Regions from separate parts of the Sus scrofa genome. Here regions 2, 3, 4, 5 and 6 are each linked to region 1. A link is a contact called in public HiChIP or PLAC-seq data. All regions are on one chromosome and are shown on one strand. Each heading gives the region's core, a stretch centred on a gene start, on an enhancer-like site or on the middle of the called end of the contact. The rest is flanking DNA. Distances are from core to core; before and after follow the strand shown. Region 1 holds the start of HBP1 (HMG-box transcription factor 1). Region 2 holds the start of SYPL1 (synaptophysin-like protein 1). Region 3 overlaps LOC110255500 (a long non-coding RNA gene). Region 4 holds the start of NAMPT (nicotinamide phosphoribosyltransferase). Region 5 holds the start of DLD (dihydrolipoamide dehydrogenase). Region 6 has its middle 160 kb from the start of NAMPT.

Evidence for each region. HiChIP or PLAC-seq counts read pairs in DNA pulled down with a chosen protein or histone mark.
Region 2: a contact with region 1 is called in an H3K27ac HiChIP or PLAC-seq map of alveolar macrophages. The contact joins the promoter of SYPL1 here to the promoter of HBP1 in region 1. A contact is called at or near these places in 2 of 5 promoter capture datasets (fetal liver and liver) and 2 of 2 datasets of contacts at active chromatin or transcription factors (alveolar macrophages and skeletal muscle).
Region 3: an H3K27ac HiChIP or PLAC-seq map of skeletal muscle shows a contact between it and region 1. The contact joins the enhancer-like site here to the promoter of HBP1 in region 1. A contact is called at or near these places in 1 of 5 promoter capture datasets (liver), 5 of 47 Hi-C or Micro-C datasets (brain, embryonic fibroblasts, psoas muscle and 2 more) and 2 of 2 datasets of contacts at active chromatin or transcription factors (alveolar macrophages and skeletal muscle).
Region 4: a contact with region 1 is called in an H3K27ac HiChIP or PLAC-seq map of alveolar macrophages. The contact joins the promoter of NAMPT here to the promoter of HBP1 in region 1. A contact is called at or near these places in 2 of 5 promoter capture datasets (fetal liver and liver), 6 of 47 Hi-C or Micro-C datasets (embryonic fibroblasts, fetal heart ventricle, liver and 2 more) and 2 of 2 datasets of contacts at active chromatin or transcription factors (alveolar macrophages and skeletal muscle).
Region 5: a contact with region 1 is called in an H3K27ac HiChIP or PLAC-seq map of alveolar macrophages. The contact joins the promoter of DLD here to the promoter of HBP1 in region 1. A contact is called at or near these places in 1 of 5 promoter capture datasets (liver) and 2 of 2 datasets of contacts at active chromatin or transcription factors (alveolar macrophages and skeletal muscle).
Region 6: an H3K27ac HiChIP or PLAC-seq map of alveolar macrophages shows a contact between it and region 1. The contact joins the enhancer-like site here to the promoter of HBP1 in region 1. A contact is called at or near these places in 1 of 5 promoter capture datasets (liver), 6 of 47 Hi-C or Micro-C datasets (embryonic fibroblasts, liver, mesenchymal stem cells and 1 more) and 2 of 2 datasets of contacts at active chromatin or transcription factors (alveolar macrophages and skeletal muscle).

What each region holds. Positions count from the first base shown.
Region 1 is chr9:106,964,649-106,967,485 of Sscrofa11.1, reverse strand. It overlaps HBP1 (HMG-box transcription factor 1), which reads right to left and starts at 1,426. Exons shown (of 11, transcript NM_001244264.1): 1 at 1,402-1,426. The coding sequence starts at 1,416. It overlaps LOC110262252 (a long non-coding RNA gene), which reads left to right and starts at 1,684. Exons shown (of 2, transcript XR_002347084.1): 1 at 1,684-2,022.
Region 2 is chr9:105,983,815-105,986,651 of Sscrofa11.1, reverse strand. It overlaps SYPL1 (synaptophysin-like protein 1), which reads left to right and starts at 1,480. Exons shown (of 5, transcript XM_021063515.1): 1 at 1,480-1,663. The coding sequence starts at 1,595. It overlaps LOC106504993 (a long non-coding RNA gene), which reads right to left and starts at 1,392. Exons shown (of 2, transcript XR_002335905.1): 1 at 192-1,392.
Region 3 is chr9:106,061,622-106,064,458 of Sscrofa11.1, reverse strand. All of the region lies in intron 1 of LOC110255500 (a long non-coding RNA gene), which reads right to left. Among named protein-coding and RNA genes, the nearest start is that of SYPL1, 78 kb to the right of the region's middle. Within about 2 kb of position 1,473, at least 13 of the 83 cell types and tissues checked have an H3K27ac peak or open chromatin away from gene starts, as enhancers often do. A contact at or near this core is called in skeletal muscle, where this site is marked.
Region 4 is chr9:106,160,359-106,163,195 of Sscrofa11.1, reverse strand. NAMPT (nicotinamide phosphoribosyltransferase) reads left to right here and starts at 1,355. Exons shown (of 11, transcript NM_001031793.2): 1 at 1,355-1,411. The coding sequence starts at 1,355.
Region 5 is chr9:107,640,634-107,643,470 of Sscrofa11.1, reverse strand. It overlaps DLD (dihydrolipoamide dehydrogenase), which reads right to left and starts at 1,342. Exons shown (of 14, transcript NM_214062.1): 1 at 1,241-1,342. The coding sequence starts at 1,279.
Region 6 is chr9:106,320,644-106,323,480 of Sscrofa11.1, reverse strand. No RefSeq gene overlaps it. Among named protein-coding and RNA genes, the nearest start is that of NAMPT, 160 kb to the right of the region's middle. Within about 2 kb of position 1,355, at least 7 of the 83 cell types and tissues checked have an H3K27ac peak or open chromatin away from gene starts, as enhancers often do. A contact at or near this core is called in alveolar macrophages, where this site is marked.

The DNA of each region.
Region 1 (2,837 bases), core at 177-2,676:
CAAGCTAAAGCAGAAAACAACAGCAAAACAGCAACAAAAAGCAAAGACAGAAAGTCCTACGAGTACAATACAAATGTAAATCACTATCAATAGCTAAACAATAAAAGTATTTACAAAGGTTAAGGTCAGTTTAATTCTCAAAAGGTAACTGATGGAATCATTCGCTGCTAATTAGAGGGAAATAAATATAAACCACTTAGTCGGAATTGTTGGTGGAACTCAACACTTCCGAATATAAACACAACTCCCTATCGTCCTCCCTTAGTATCAGTGGCTCCCAGAGCTAAAGGCTCTAGAATACATCCCCGCATTCAGCGCTTCTTTTACAGAAGGTTGTTGCCGAAAACTCCTAAAGAATGAACTCCAGAAGGTGAAGAATGCCCAACGGCGAGTAAAATCCCCTAACAGCAAGTAGCGTTTAAAGAAACCACAAAAACCCGGCCCCGGCTGCCGATTTCGCCTGGATTCTTTTTTGTTTTGTTTTAATCTGCCTGGGGCAGCAGCATAGGTTGGAAGGAGAAGACTGGAATCTCCTGCCAAACCTCGGCTCCGGGTCAAACGGAGGCACAGCCTCCAGGTTCACGCCAAGTCCATCCCCCACCCTCTTTCGCCATTCATCGCGTTCCCTCCCCTCCCCCCATCATGTGACCGCAGCCTGGACTCCAGGCTTGTTTTTCCCCTCGGCTCAGCCCCACCGCGCAGGCGCCACGGAGCCCATTCATTCGAACTGCGTAACAATGAGCTCCGGGGCCCAGCAGCTCCGCGAGCTTCCCAGCTCGTCCCAAAGCCCCTCTCTGCCCGAAAGAGGCGGCGCCTCACTAGAGTCCCCCACCCCCGGCCAGCTGCCCACCCAGGCCAACCTCCGACCCCCCGCCCACACGCGAGAAGTTGAGGTCAAACTTTCTTGGGCAGCCCCGCTGCCGCGTCAGGCCCCTTCCCCCGCCTAGGCCTGCCCCATCTTCCCACCCGGCCCGGCCACCCACCGCGCAACCCGGCCCGGGGCGTCATCCTCGCCAACGCCTCCCAGCCTCAGTCCCGAGACCCCCGCTGGCCGCGAAGCTCAGGTGAGCTCGCGGGAGGCGCCACTCCAGGGGGTTCGCCACGGGCAAGTATCGGTCGGTTAACTGCTCCCACCATGAGGAAGAGGAGCGCGAACCCAAGCCTGCCCGGCGGCCGGATCCCCTCGGGATCCTGCCCCTCCCTTCCCCACCCCCACCCCTTCCCGAACAGAAAGACAACAAACCCGTCGCGGAGTGCAGGCAGCCCTGGCTCGGGCCCCCCTGGCCGCGACAGCACCACAGGCAGCTCCCATACTCCCTCTCCGACTGACGACGGCCTCCCTGGCACGCGTTACCGCTCCCGCCGCCGCTCTTAGTTCTCAACCGAAACTTTCCTACTTACCAAACCCGTCGCCATTACCAAGTCTTTCAAGCTTCGTCTTCCCCCTCCCCTCAACCCCCCGGGGGTTGGGCCTCCGAGCAGCTCCTTCGCCCTATTATTGGTCTGAGGAACTGCCATTCGACCATTTCCCTTTCCCATTGGGTGATACCGTGGTCCTTCTCGCGGGGCGGGCTTGTATTGACTTTTGTGTTGTGTTCACTGGAGAAGATGGTGTGTCAATCACTACGATGAGCGCTTCGGATTGGATTGCTGCCGAGACTCCCGGGACGCGAGCCAAACTTTGCACCCGAAAAGGATTGTGGGTTCGTAGTCTCATCCTAGTTTCATGCCTCTCGGAACCTGCAGGTCGGAGGAACGTTGGACTACAGTTCCCAAGACCGCCTGCAGAGTGCGGTCTTGATAGTAAACAAGAGTCATAGGGACACGTGTATCAGCTCGTTTGTTTTGCTGTCTGGGACAAAAGGGAGGGGGCGGAGGAAGGGAGTGTTTCAAAGCTTTGGCCTCTTCCCTTCCTTTGGGCCTTTCCTAGCACTCAAAGCAGCTTCACGTCTCTCGCAGCACCCATTCCGGGCCATAAACAGCCAGAGTCGCTCGCGGCTCAAAGTTTGGCAGGAGGCCAAGGTATTGTTTTAGAGAGAAGGGAAGGAGATGACTGCACAAGCGGAAGCAGTGCAGCATAGCGAGGGACCCAGTCACCCACAAATCACGGCCCCAGGCTTGATGAGGATAATAAAGACGGTGCTGAGCTCCAGTCGGAGGACAGCCTTCCTTTACAACGCGCCTAGCCTCACCACTCTCGGGACAGCAGCTTGAGGCTTCTCTGCCAACTCTGTTCAGTTCTCTCAAGATTTGTTGAATGCCGGCTACGTGCCAGGCACTGAGAGGCTTGGAGATGAACAGAAAGAGAGAAGCTCAGAGTCTGGAGAATTTACAGAGGTCTAAGGGGCCGGAAGTGGGGGCGATTTGCTGTTGACTTTGGTATTGAGCGAAATCAAAGCGGTGTTTTGCGTATTGAACCGCTTGAGGGTGGTTTAAGGTAATATAGAGGGGGCTATAATGTATGACAAAGTGATTTATTTTGTAAATCATTTTCTAAGTTTCTGCGGTGAGTTTTTGTTAACCATTTTTCCTCTCCAGAGGGCTTCCCATTGATGAAAGATGAATGACTTCCCACTTCGTGTCCATCAGAGTTCCTCCTTAAGTTACTAATGCTCTGACTCAGCCGAGGAGGAGGATGACTTCTCTGGCTTTATAGTTACCTTCACTTTAAACAAGGCGGTCCACCACAGTCCCTAGTCTGTAATTGATGTTATTACCATTCCCATTACAAAAACATTATTAAGCTTTTTTCCTTTGAACCTTTAGTGTTTAATCATTTCAGCTACGCTTTAGGCTTTATATCTTTAGATGACTATATGCATGCTTAAAATTGAGGA
Region 2 (2,837 bases), core at 231-2,730, 980 kb after region 1:
CAACAGAACAGGGTTAAGAGTTTAGAAAAACGGACTAAAGAGGATACAAAAAGAAGAGTAGCAAGGAAGTTGTTAAGGAGATCACTACCTTGGGGATCCCAAAACCGGGGTGCAGGAAGAAAAGGTGCAGAAACAAAATTTAAAAAAAATAAAATAAAAGAGTAAGCAGAAAAACTTGGATTATCACTTACCAGTGGTCTCAGATGCACTGGGTACCAATGTATGTTACTTTCCACTGATTCTGCCTTGAGGGGCATCTCTGATGCCTTTTTGTTTAGAAAGAGGAATCTGCCATCATTCACTAGGTGCCCACTGAACATAAATAAGGCTGTGCTGAGGACTGAGAAGTGGAAGTCAGGATAAAAAGAGTAAGAGTGTGGACCAGAAAATTGAAATACATTCTTTGCACTCTCTGGGAAGCAAGTAAGTAGGTAAACCAGTCTCAGATGAGAAAGGATTAGCTTCCTAGAAAGACAGTCAATAAGAGCGGAATGACTTCAATCGCAAGGAACCTGCTAATTCATAGATCACTGCTCAGACGTTGGTAGGAGATTCTACTGTGCGAAATTCCTTTCTTCTCCATGTATTGCTACATGGTGTTAGCCATCTTACCATACACGCCAAGCCGCCAGCATTCCAGCTCTCCAATCTTCCTAGATTTGGGGGAAGGCAGTAAGGAGATCATTACTTCGGGGCTCGGATAACTGGATGCCAGGAAGTGTCACCCAAGGCGACTCTTGAAGGGAAAGCAGGAATTAGTCTTCCGTAGAAAGACTCCAAGAGCTTCCCACGCGGAGAACTTAATGGACAGGGTAGGACAGGTGGGTAAGCCATTTTCTGGTAGGTATAACCTTTCTCCTACATCTCTCAAGCCTAACTCCAAAGATGGCTTTGACAAAGTTAATTTCCATAAGAATATTTGGTGAATGACGCTTCTGACAGAGATACCCTACACTTCTGTCGCTCAAAGTCCGTTGTTCTGCAATAACTTTCCACCAGTTTGACAACAGGTCCCTAACACCAGCCTTGAAATGCGGCTTCATCTGTGTCAATATTTTTTTAAATCCACCTAAAAGTTGGGAACTGTGGCGGTAAGCCGGAGGAAAAGAACTTGGTACGGCGAGGTGGTGAGACCACGAAGCGGAAACTTGGGCTGGGCGCGAGGTAACGGCCCCCGCTACGCAGGCGCAGGGTGGGGGCACGCATGCGCGACAGAAACCCGAACGCCGGGGGCAGGACTTGAGGGAAGGGGGCGCGGCGCAAGCAGCATGGCGTCCAACATCTACTTGGTTCGCCAGAGGATCAGCCGGCTGGGCCAGGTGAGGCCCAGGGAGGCACCGCCCCTTCCCTGCCCCTGCCCCGCCCCCGCCTCCCGCGGCCGCCCCTCCTTCTCTCCGCCCCAGCGCTTCGGCCAGCGGCTCAACCGCCGCCGCCCCGCCCCGCGGCCTCCCAGGTCCGCCTCCCAGGCCGCCTCCCAGGCCCGCCTCCCGGAGCCCGCCCCGCCTGCCCTTCCTCGCGGCCTGGCTGCTGGTCTCGTCCGTCCCCCTCCTCCTCCTGTCCGCCGTCCTGACTCTTTCCCTCCTTCCCTCAGAGGATGTCCTCCTTCCAGCTCAACCTCAACCCGCTCAAGGAGCCGCTCGGCTTCATCAAAGTCCTCGAATTGGTGAGTGCAGCCCGCTCCGGCGAGGCGGGGAATCGCGCCTCCGCGCCCGCTCCTGCTGCCACTACAGCCGGCCAGCGCCCTCGGCTGGGAGGTGGCGGGGGCGGGGCGGCGCCCCGGGATCCCAGACGCCGCCCCGCCCGGGCGGACCCCTAAGCTGCCGTCGTCCCCGGGACGGGACGGGAAGGGTCGGGACTGCACGCACGGGGAGGGGACGGTGGCCGCGGCCTGGGCCCGCGCGGGGCGGGGACGATGCGGTCGCGACGAATCACGGGTGCCTCGGCTGCGTCCGGCCGGGGGGAGCCGCCCTCCCACACCCAAGCTCACCTCGGTGTCCCGGGGGAGTGGTGCTTCAAATTTCTCTTTGGCTTCACTGCTTCCCGCAAGGGAAGAGAAAACTTCCTGTTGCGGTCTAACCGAAACCCGACGGACCGAAGTCGCTTTGCGGCCGGCGGTGCCTCTGTACCCGGGTGGAAAGGGTCAGCCTGTGTGTTGCTGCCCTGGGCTAACTTGAGGCCACGCTCCTTCGAAAGCTAGTGCGCCTTCCCAAAGTGATTTGACGAGCTCTCAGTTAATTTGCTTTTAAGATTGCCTCTAAGTTAAATATGGATAAAAGTAAACTGTGGGTCAGGGAAGCGGACGGGGGTAGGGGAGTAGGGGAGAGGGTCTTTGAACAAAACGTGTTCTTGATAGTCTGATCCACTTAAACACAAGTTAGGAATCGCCATCAAATTTATTTGGGGTATTTCCCAGCAACATCCTGCAGTCAGGGAACACTCTCAATCATTAACATCAAAGGAGATTTATTACTTCGACCTTGGTAATGATCAGTCACTGCGGAGGAGTTAGTGAATGCACCAGGCACTGCACATTACCTTCAGACTTCGTGGCCTAGCCCGTGTTCCAGGGCTGGTTTTTAGGCCTGTATTAATAGGCAGCTGGCGTCTGTACAGCGTGCAGGCAAGTTGCTTTTACAGCTAGCCGTATTTACGTCCGTAACTCTTCAACCCCATATTTTAGTGATAAACTGGTGAAGGGTAAGAACTTCTGATTCCCCGTTTTAAATAACCTGCCGAGGATGTTTCTTAAAGTAACACGGAAACTCAACTTTTCTAATTGGGTACTCAGTCTGATCTCCTTCCTACCCAAAGTTTCCTATGTTTCTCCCCAGTTTTTA
Region 3 (2,837 bases), core at 224-2,723, 900 kb after region 1:
TTTCACTACAGAGTCTGAATGTTGCTTTTGTTGAATTCCCAACAGAGGCAAGCCATAAGCTCAACTGGGACATGGACCCAGGGTGGTCCCCTATCCTTCATATTAAGTGCTCTTAAGTGCTCTTCACCCAAATTCCACATGCCTTCACGCTGTCTCAGATTCCTTCTGTCTGCCATAGAATAAAATAATTTGGACAATTTGTTCATATTAAAGTGTTAGTAACTCTTCTCTAAGATGTTAGAAGTAAGAAGAAAGATGTTCCTACTCAGAGTTGAGGTAGAAGAGAGGGTAACAATTAAACAAAGGGATTACTTTCTTATGGTGGAATTTCAGACAATGTGGCAGACAGAAGATAGAAGGAAAGATCTTACTATCTCAGGGTGACCTGTGGTTTTCCCAAATACAAAACTTGTTGCAACTACCTGTGCTGCTCATGCACAAAACCTCCTGGCTGCCAGGAGGATGTGCCTCTGAGATCCGTAACTGAGGGAGGGTAATTGCCTGCTGGCCGAGTTGAAATGAATCCACTCCTACATTGGCACCAAGGCCATGCTACACACAGGCTGGACAACAGGGCAGGCAGTCCTGTGAAACCCAGGATGCTTTCCATGGGAAGTTTTGGCTTGAGCTCCCCCCATCAGCCTGGCTGAACCTTTCTTCAACTTGTGCCACCATCTGAGACTCTTTCTACCCAACCTTTTTTTCTTCTTGTCTCCTCCCCCAGAGCGCAGACTTGTATCACCGTCTGGTAGCTCATCCAGCCTCTTCCAATTTCCTCCCGTCTTCCACAGGGCACATTCCCCATTGTATTCCTTGCACGTCCAACCTTCTCTTGACATCTGCTTCTTGGAGGAGCCAAACTAACATATCTATTTAATCCCTAGGTCCTGCAAACCTGATGGAGCAAATGTCTCTAGGGTCCACATCACATCCCTCAGCCCACCTGTGAGCTCACAGTATCCCACCTGCAAAAAGAGCCAAGGTTTCCACTTTAACTCAGAGCCTCCCCCAACACCATAAGGACCTCTGACCCTGAATGTAAGTACCAACCTGACAGGCAGGGGTGGTTACCTCCCCAGGGGAAGGTAACCAAGTCCTTGCCCCAGGTTCTACTTTCAGGGAAATACAAACCAAAACACCTGAGATGTGAGTTAGAGCAAAGCAGTCATGTTACAAAACTCTTCTTTGAGAAAATAATGCTGAGTGTCCATATGGAGTCCGCTACTTTAAAATATTCTGTATTTAACTGTCCCATACCCATAGAAACAGTCCCTCCCCAAAGGGTGTGGTAGCCAGCCCCCAAGATGGCCCCGACTGATGGTCACCTCCTGATAATCATGCCATTGTGCAGTCCCTCCTCCTGAGTAAGAGTAGAATAAAGGAGAAGCAACAACGTGTGACTTCCAAGTCTAGGCCGTACACGTCACTGCAGTTCCACCTTGGTCTCCTGGATCACTCACTCAAGGGGAAGGTGGCAGTCATGTTGTGAGGACACTCAGGCGATCCCATGGAGAGGCTCATGTAAAGATGCACTGAGGTCTCCTGCCAACAGCCCGTGCCAACTTGCCAGACATGTGAGTGGAAGTGGACTCTCCAGCGCAGTTGGGCCTTTGGATGACCTTAGCCTCAGCAGACATCTGACTCCAACTTCATGAGAAGTCTTGAGCCAGAATCACCCAGCTAAGCTGCTCCTGAACTCCAGACCTTCAGAAATGGTGAACATAAATGATGATTCTCTTTTAAGCTATGTGTTGGGGTGATTTGTGTTCTAGTGATACATAAATTAAAAGGGATATTCTGAGTGTCCTCACAACTTTTCATACAGAAGCTCATTAATACTCACCACAATATTATGAGGTAAAGTGCTTTTAAGTAGCCCCATACTGGAAAGAAAGAAGGAAGGAAGGGAGACAGTAGGAAGGAAGTGGGGAGGGAGGAAGAAAAAAAGAAAACAAGCCACTGAGAAATTAGCCAGGGCCACTCACTAAGAAGTAGATGAGCAGGGGTGGAAACTAAGCTGTCTGGTTCGAAAGTCTGTGCTCTTAGCCACCACACTGCCTTGCCTGGGTGTGGGAGTTGCCTTAAGAAGAAAATATTTGTGTTTCTTAGCTTATTCTGAGTAATACTTTGTACTCAAAAAAACTCCCTCTCAGTCTTGGCATTTACACATTGTACTTTTTTAGAAGCTGACTCCAGTTCAGGACATGATTTTTGACTTGGAGTAAACATTACTTTCTTCCAGAAAACACATTTCTAATCCTATAAAATGTCATTAGGAAAAAATATTCTGTGATCAAAGCATCACTTCACCACCAAACTATAGACTCTGCAAAGCAAGGCATACACCTCTTCTCCCATCAGCAATGTCCTTACTGGATATATGGGATATTGTGAAAGAAAGATAAAAAACAGCTAGCAGTGACTCTTCCTTGACTCCATATCACCCTAGGTAATCTGCATAATTTTTTTCTTTTGCTATCTTATATTTTTGCTTTTTCTGTTAATCATCTTCCCAGTTTAACAATCAGCTCTTTGAGTGATAGACTAAATGGCTTACATCTCTTCTACCCTTCACACAGCCTTACACATAGTAGGCTCTCCAATGGTTGCTTATTTAAGACATTTCAAAGCTTCAAACACAAAAATTATTCCATTTCTTCCTTGAACTGCTCCAAATTCCACAAGCTTCTCTTGCCTTCATCATTTCTGGGCTGAGAGTCAGATTAACCCACCCTTGTCAGGTTGGAAATAAAAGAACACAATGACAGTGTTTTAAGGGTTCTGTATCCAAAGGACAAACCCAAAGACTACACAGAGCTATTATCCTCAGCTGTGAA
Region 4 (2,837 bases), core at 106-2,605, 800 kb after region 1:
CACACCCCCCCCGCATAAAATGAGACTTCCACTAGCTTGAACTACAATCTATAAAGTTCTTCCAATTTTCATTAAATTCCCTTTCCCCAGCAACTTCTATCTTGTAAAACCTAAATCTAAAAAAATAAAATAAAAACACAAGCAGCTGCTGATCCCAGAGACAAAGGGAATCTTGGTTTTACTCAAAAATACAACCACGTATGAGAACTGCGCAAATGGATGGTTTGCCTTTGGATGAAGTCATCCGACGTCGTTTCACTTCGTTTTTTGCTTTTTTTTTCCAAGTTGCCAACCCGTTTCCCAAGATTGAGCAATTATAATGATAAAAGTCAGTCTCGCACCTTGTCAAAGACTTGGCCCTTTGCCGTATACTTCTCAGCAATATTAGATTCAGCGAGTTCTTATCCTCTCATTATCTGTGAGGACTGAATTCAGCCCCCAACTTTGGGCGCAGGCTATTTTATCGGGGAAAGTCAAAACCTCCCCAAGAGGATCAAAGGGCTCAGCCACTGAGCCGGAGGAAAGCGAGGGCGATGCGTCAGATTATAAAGCGGCTCCTCAGCTCTTTTTATTCCTCACTTCAGCTGTTCAGATTTTAAAGAGAGGGTTAGGAGGACCAGAAGGGACTCAAGGGATGGAGGCAAAAGGTTCCATCCTTAATCCAAGCCAGAGACAAAGGTGAGTAACTGCGCGAGGGGAACGGGAAGATGAGCAGAGGGAGGCTCCTCGGCCCCCAGCCGGGTGGCGTGACTTCAGGAGGACTCTGAAAAAAGGGCCAGGACTGGGTAGGACAGGAATGTGCCAGCGGGACAGGCGAACCGGCTAATCGCAAGAGTGGCGAGCCTGGGAACGCCCCCTCCCGGCCCCGCCCCGCTGCGCGGGGCCGAGAGACGTAAGCCAGGCGGGCGCCGGGGTCACGGGCCAGGGCAGCCCCGCAGCCTCAGGCTTCCCGGGGTGGGCGTTTCCGAGAAAGAGCGCGTGCCTCACGTCCTCCCCGCCCAGCCCCGCCCCCTGCACGCTGCGCACGCGCGGCCGCGCCCCGCCCCTAGCGTCCCCGCCGGGGCGATGGGGCGGGGGCGGGGAACCGGGGTGAGGAGATCGCCGGAGTCCCCTGAGTGTGAGTGCGCTACCGCCTCCGCCGCCGCTCCGACACTGCCGCCACCCTCACCGCGTCACGGCTCCCAGGCCCGCCCTCCTCTGGCCCCTCCTCCCCGCTCCGTTTTCCCCTCCACTCCCCCTCCCCCTCCGACCGAGCGGTGACTTAAGCAACGGAGCGCGGTGAAGCCCATTTTTCTCCTTCCTCGCAGCCGCGCCGGGCAGCCCGCGGCGCGTGGCCCCCACACTCCGGCCCGAGATGAATGCTGCGGCAGAAGCCGAATTCAACATCCTCCTGGCCACCGACTCGTACAAGGTAGAGGCTCGAGGCGGGGGCAGGTGACGGAGGAAGAGAGGGCGCGTCGGGGACGAGCGCGGGGCGGGGTGTCGGGGCTGGGGTCTTGGCGCGAGGCGGCCCCAAGGGAAGGCGCGGACGGCGGTGGCGGCGGGACCGGGCAGGTGAGGCTGGCGCCGCAGTGGCGAGGAGGTGGAGGGAGGAGGGATGGAGGGATGGACGGCAGGAGGCGGGGCCTGGGGGTGCGTGGTCGGAGGTGCGCGGCTAGGGGCTGAGGCTGGCCCGGGCCGGTGCCGCGCGCCCGCCGCCGGGGGCTCGTGCGGGTTTGCGGGCGGCGGGCAGGCTGGGGCGTCACCGGCTGAGCGCACGCCTTCCCCAGGAGCGCGGCCTTTTGGCCCCGGGCCGGGGAGGGCAGGGCCGGCCTGGGCGAGGGCTCGCTGGAGGAGCCGGGTCAGTTAGGTAACGGCCCCTAGGGTTCTGCCGTAGAGACCGGGAACGAGGTTTGAGAAGTGGGGTTTCCCCCGCTGAGGTGTGTCGTGTGAGCCCACCCCCTAAGTGGGAAGGTACGTCCCTTTCCAAGGAAGGGGTGGGCCAGGTTCTTCAGGGGTGCGGGAGCAGCCAGCCACGTTCCTCTGCCTGTGGCTCGGGCGCAGAGGACACTTAGCTATCAGTCTCTGGTCACCCTGATGGATTCCCCCTTCCCACTCCTCTGGGCTCCGTTTCAAACTTCTTTGCTGCTGGTAATCACTCATGCTTCGTATATCCCCTGTTGCGAAAGCCAATCTGCCATTATCCCATTAGGACCACTGCAGGATTTCTGTGAAAAAGAAAGTGAAACACAAGTAGTTAAATGAACTGTAGTTAACCCTAGAGAACTTGTTGAGGGAAAAGCGGCACAACCTTGTGTTACTAAACCTATTGGACCCTTGCACGTATAGCTACCTCGTTTTATTTGAAGCTCATGTACATTAGTAAAAAGGGAAGAGTGATTAGAGACAAATCCGGCAAATGGTTTTTCCCCTAGTATCCAAATTATATGAAGTAAACTGGACTATACTTTGCTGAGAAATTTTGTTAGTCAGGACACCTAAAAGATGAGCTGTCAGCTTGGAAACCCCACTTTCGTAAAATAAATTTTAGTTTTTACTGTGAACAGCACGAGAGTTCAGAATATAGTGATTAAAGCATGACGTTTTTAGTTTGGGGTTTTGTGATTTTGTTGCTTTGGGTTTTTGGGTTTTTTTTTTTTTAATTCCAATAAAGTATTTTGGAGAATCCCATTTTACTTAAGTTTTATATTGTTTTCTTTCCAGCTGATTTAATATTCTACTTGTGATAATTTAGATGGATTAGAACCAAGTTTCTTTAACAAGTGGTCTTTTAAATGGACTTTTGAAGTGGAATTCTACACAATTGCCAGGAGATCATAGAGGTTTACTTATGCTCT
Region 5 (2,837 bases), core at 93-2,592, 680 kb before region 1:
TCAATGGTGTTACACTTTATTGAATTCTCAGAAAGCATGGCTAATTTTTAGTGCCACGAATCATTTTAATGTCATAATTAAAGTTTTTAAAGTTGCAGCTTAAGTACTTGAATAATCTGCATTACGACAATCCTTTGATATGTAACTATCGTTTACTAACTCAAATCTACCATGTAAAGTCTATGAAGATATTCCTGAACTGCCCACCAGGAATAGAAAATGAGACAAGATGCCTTAGGAAAATGCACTAATGTACTCATATTCAAGAGCTATTACAGTTCTCCAAACTGGATCTCAATCTCCACAACCTCTAAATACGGATGGCTACTATCTCCTAAGAATGATGAGGCACAAAAAAACACAGCAAATGGCTCCTACGACAGCACGTAGATAGGAGGCAGTGACAAAACCTACACCGATCTAGTAATGTTGTCTATTCCAAGGCAATTCTTGCACCTGAGGTCCCTACAGAGGACAAAGAACAAGTGACTAAATAGCAATCCTGAGTTTTAGCCCCAGCTCTGCCTCTCAAAGTATAAACTCTGACACACGTTACATTAACTTTGGGGCACACATGCTACTCATCTTTGAAACAAAGACAAAGGAGTTTGATCGCTGCATAACTTTTAAAGTCTCCATCAATATAGTATTCGGCCACGATTCCACATATGTACCGTCTGGCTGTATTTGGTACACAGATGAAAAGGGAAAGCTATATTGACCATAACTCCTATAATAAAATATAAATGCTTCTACGAAAAAAGCCAATAGACGTTAGCTTAAAGCAGCAGGCACTGAAGGTATCTTTGAGGAATTCCTAGAGCTACCCGCTGGGGGCTGACCCGGTCTGGTTCTTTCAAGCGGTAACCCCAAAGTTACCTGCCCACTGCACAAAAGCCACTCAAGAGCCAGGATTAGGAAAAGGTACTAAGAGTTAACCAAAAGGTGCTAAGGCGACACATACTCCCCGCCGTCCCAAGATCCCATAGGCCAGCTGGGGGCTTGGGAGGTGACCATGTGCAACTGCTGACCACCACACAACTGAAAGGGCCTCCCCACAGCCCGGGCCTTTGCTTCCCAGCCTCCGTCCGGACTATGCCGGTTCAGGGGCGGAACCGCTGGTGGTCTCGGCCCGGCCGCCTGCCGCTCCCACACCCACCACTTAGGTAGCGTTCGGGACCGCGTCACCGGGCCTCTCTGCACCTCTGGCTCATCACGAACCTACCCAGTCGGTCCTCACCTTGGCCAAGGTACAGTATACACGACTCCAGCTTTGCATCTTGCCGCTGTATTGGCCTTTGCGCCAACTCCTTCACCTCCGCTAAGCACCTCCGCCGACTCGCCAAGGTCTTCCCGGCCTGCGCATGCACGAGCGCGCCTACGTTATCGGTCCGGAGCAGCGCGATTGGCCCGCGAGGGGGGTGCCGTCCGGCTCAACGTCGTACACTGTCGTAAGGAGCATAGTGCTTTGTGGTAGCAGGGAATGAGGGACCATTTTAGGGATAAAAGAGTGCTGGGGGTTACAGAGTGCGCTTGTTTTTGGAAAGTGGAGTAACTAAAGCTAAGGTTTGCTTAATGCACGGTGCAGAAAGTAAAGCTTCACAGGTTCTTTGTTGTGTTAGGCTGAGGAATCTCAACATTGTCCGGGCCTTATCTCACTTTTGTCCTTAACTATATGAAGGATTACTAGTATTTCCACTTCTTAGATGAGGGCCTGAAAGATTAAACAATACCCTCAAGGTCTCACAGGGGACCGGTAACTGCAGCCCTGAGGTCAAAGCTTTTCATCCTAATTCCTGCTTTATAATTCCTCCTGTAGATCAAAGGCCATATAAAAGATGGGGTCACATACTTTGGTATCACCAGCATTCTGCTCTAAGTAAACTACCTGGCAATACGTAGAAAACACACTTTTCCCTGCCGCCTCAGTTGGGAGACACATCTCCTTGTCAGAGCAAATAAGAATGGGTGGGGTGGTGGATGAGGTTACAGGTTCTCACATGAGACAATGGAAAAATATTGTCTTCAAGGCTGAGCACAGAAACCTAAAGTCTGATTTTTGCTTTGCCATAACTATACATGGGATAAAATTTAACTCTGTCTTGAAAGTTTACTGCCCAGGCGCTATTCCGGGCTCTGTGAATTTAAATACTAATTAGAAATTACTCCCTACCTAGTTAAGCTGCTTTAGGGGAAAAGATAATGATCTTTAGTGTTTGCTACAGAGGCTACTACTTGTCATTCAATATCCATTTTCCCTGTGTTTTCCTCTATACATAAGTATTTTGGCCATCTAAACCATTTTCATGGTTTTAGCACCCACAGACATACACTGATAACTCTTATATCCTTAGCTCCTGTCTCTACTTCTCTCCTGGTCTCCAATTCCATATTTTCAGCTGTCTACTGAACACATACAAGTGGGTGGTCCTGCCACCATCTCAATTTTAACTACCTAATATCTAATACATTAAATACATATTTGCTCCTTTATGATTCATGATGCCTCCAAATGCCAGTCATACATAATACAAAATGTTATAGTCATTCTTTTTTTTCAGTCTTTTTAGGGCTGTACCCACGGCATGTGGAGGTTCCCAGGCTAGGGTCCCAACTGGAGCTGTAGTTGATGGCCTACACCACAGCCACAGCAATGCCAGATCCTTAACCCACTGGGCAAAGCCAGGGACTGAACCTGCCTCCTCATGGATGCTTGCTGGGTTTGTTAACTGCTGAGCCACAGATGGGAACTCCTATAGCCATTTTTAGCTCTTTTCTTTATCTCAGTATCTAAAGGGTCACTGTTTTAGTTGACTGCATCCAGAAGCAGACCTGGA
Region 6 (2,837 bases), core at 106-2,605, 640 kb after region 1:
TTGTCACTGCTGTAGCTCTGGTTACAGCTGTGGCACGGATTCGAACCCTGGCCTGGGAACTTCCATATGCTGCAGGAAAAAAAAAAGAAAAAAGAAAAGAAAGAATGAAAAGAAAAAGAAAAAATTCAGACCAGATTCTCCCACTTTCCACGTGGGCAACTTTGGCTAGGTTGTGCAACGTCTCTGAGCCTCAGTTTCCCCATCTGAAAAATTGGGGTAAGACTTTCTCTGCTCACCCTAGCAGGATGCTATAAGCCTCATAATAAGATATGTATTATTAAGAAAGCAAAAATTTCCTGGCTTGTTCACATCACACAGGAGGGGATGTGAAAAAAAGGAAAGGAGATGGAATCAAAATATCCCCTTGGTGACTCACCCTGATGAGAGGTGATAAAAATGTCTGTCTCCAGTGAGATGCTGGGATTGTCAGCGGCTTTATCTTTGACCTTTCATAGGTATCTTATGCAAAGCAAGGTCAGAAGGGAAAGTTCTCAAACTGAAGGAAAAACAAAGGCCTTGTGTTATGCCATAGAAGGTCAGCCACAGAGAAGAAATGATTTGTAAAACTGGGCCCATCTACTCCAGCCTCAGGCCAACATCCCTCTCTCTGAAGAGTCCACACCACCTCTAAAGAATCACTTAATTCTGTAGAAAATGTAAATCAGTGTTTTGGGGGTTCAGTTGCTGTTGGGCGGCGCTGTGTTCTCATGCCTGTAATGTTGCGGGCATGTCTGTAGAGCCGTGTGGGCCACAAAGGACTCACCCTGGGGAGTTGGAACCTCCCTGCCCTTCTTCCTGAGCGGCGCCAGCAGTGGGGACAGAGCTGAAGAATGGCTAGGAGCATGTGACATAGGGACTGAGCAGGAAGGCAATTTTTTTTTTTTTTTTTTTTTTTTTTTTTTGCTTTTTAGGGCCACACCCTTGGCATATGGAGATTCCCAGGCTAGGGGGTTGAATCAGAGCTGCAGACGCTGGCCTACACCATAGCCACAGACACGTGGGATCTGAGCTGTGTCTATGACCTACACCACAGCTCACGACAACACCAGATCCTTAACCCACATAGTGAGGCCAGGGATCGAACCCTCATCCCCATGGATGCTAGTTGGGTTCCTATCCCACTGAGCCACAATGGGAACTCCCAGGAAGGCAATTCTTAGGCAGAGAGATTGCCTGCCAAGGGGAGGAGAGACAGTTGCAGCTCCCAACTGGGACCCAGATGCCTGCCTCGACTCAACTGTTGGCAAATTCTGCCGATTCATCCTCACACAGCAGAATTCTCCTGGGGGTGCGGAGGAGGTGCGTGGAGGCGGGGAGCCGTGCTGGGAACACCCTACACTGAGTGACACAGACAGGGAGCTGGTGGAAATCCCCGCAGAGCTCCAGAGCTATGGCAGGACGCAGGCTTTGTCTGGGTCCCCACCTTTGTACCTGGAGAGGAACCTGCCATTTAGCTGGTAGTGGAAATAAGGGATCAAGGGCTGGTCTTGGTACCTTTTTGCTGTGTTCCTTCCCATGGAGAAACCCATTCCATGAAAGACGTTCTTACATCAAGGAGCAAAGGACTCCTGTGGGTGGAATATAAATGCAGTTTGTAGCAGGTTCCAGGGGAAAGTTAGCCCCTCCTGTTCTAGAAAAACACAGATATCTCCTTCCATGCCAGTGGGCTCTCTGGGAATTTCCACCATGGGAAGGCACTTCCAGAGACAACTCTAGCCTGGAGAGGGAGATGCCCTTCCCTGTGCAACATGACAGATGTACAGACAGCATGGTTTGTTTCTTGGTTTTATTTTTCCCCAGTAAGAAAGTCTGGATTAGAAACACATAGAAGGAAGGGGGAGCTAAAGTGTCCCGGCAGCTTCAATTTCTGCTCATTTCCATGTAACTGGTGTTCATCACCCTTATCTCGCAGCTTCAGGACTTTGTTTCCATCTCACCTTCTGAATATAGGCTATTGACCACCCTTGGCTCTCTAATCCTGGCTTCCCCTTCCTGGATGGTGAACAGGTGAGGACAGGCTCTGCCCGCAGCAGTTGTATTCCCCAATGGCTAACATAGTTCCAGCCCTGTATACATTTGTGGGATGAGTGAATGAATAAATGAATGGGTGAATTTCTGTCCCCGGCTGTGGTCTACTACAATTGCGTATTTTCTCATCATATTTTCCCTCTACCACCACCACCACCAAACTGAACCTTGTGTTAGGGCAGGAACTGTTATGCCCTATTCACCAGGAATTGTCTGTCCCAAAGTCAAGGGCAAGGTCAAACCCTCGTATTTAAAATACGGAAGGAAGGGAGGGACAGGGGATCCTGTTCCTTTAAGAGTCTGCCTTCTAGCTGGGGAGATTAGCCCATGGAATAACCTGAGAATGGCCATTGGCTAAGCTGATAGCTGTGGCATTCAGAGGGTGCAAGATGCCCACAGAAGGAGAGATGGTGAGAGTTGGAGAGGGGGTGCCTGAGACCAGAAAGTTCTTCCCCAGGGAAGACTGGCCAGGGGTCCTACTATGTGAGCAGAGTTTTCTGGAGACAGTATTGGGAGTTTGGAGATTTCTAAAAGGAAGAACTTATCTGCAGCTCATGGGCTTGGGATATAGAAAGGGAATAATAGGAGGTGAGTAAGAGTTCAGGTCCCTTTCCCCCAACCTCACCACCTGGAGCTGGGCTGCCATGAAAGCAGGTGGAACCCAGCCTCCCAGACAAGCCGGCCTTGGCAGGCAAGGCAATAGTAGTGACAGATTTTCTGGTCAACTCGCTTCCAGCTCTCTCATCTTTAGGCACTTGCCAAGTACTTTGCATGAGGTTCACTCAGAACAGATGTAACAGCATCTGAGG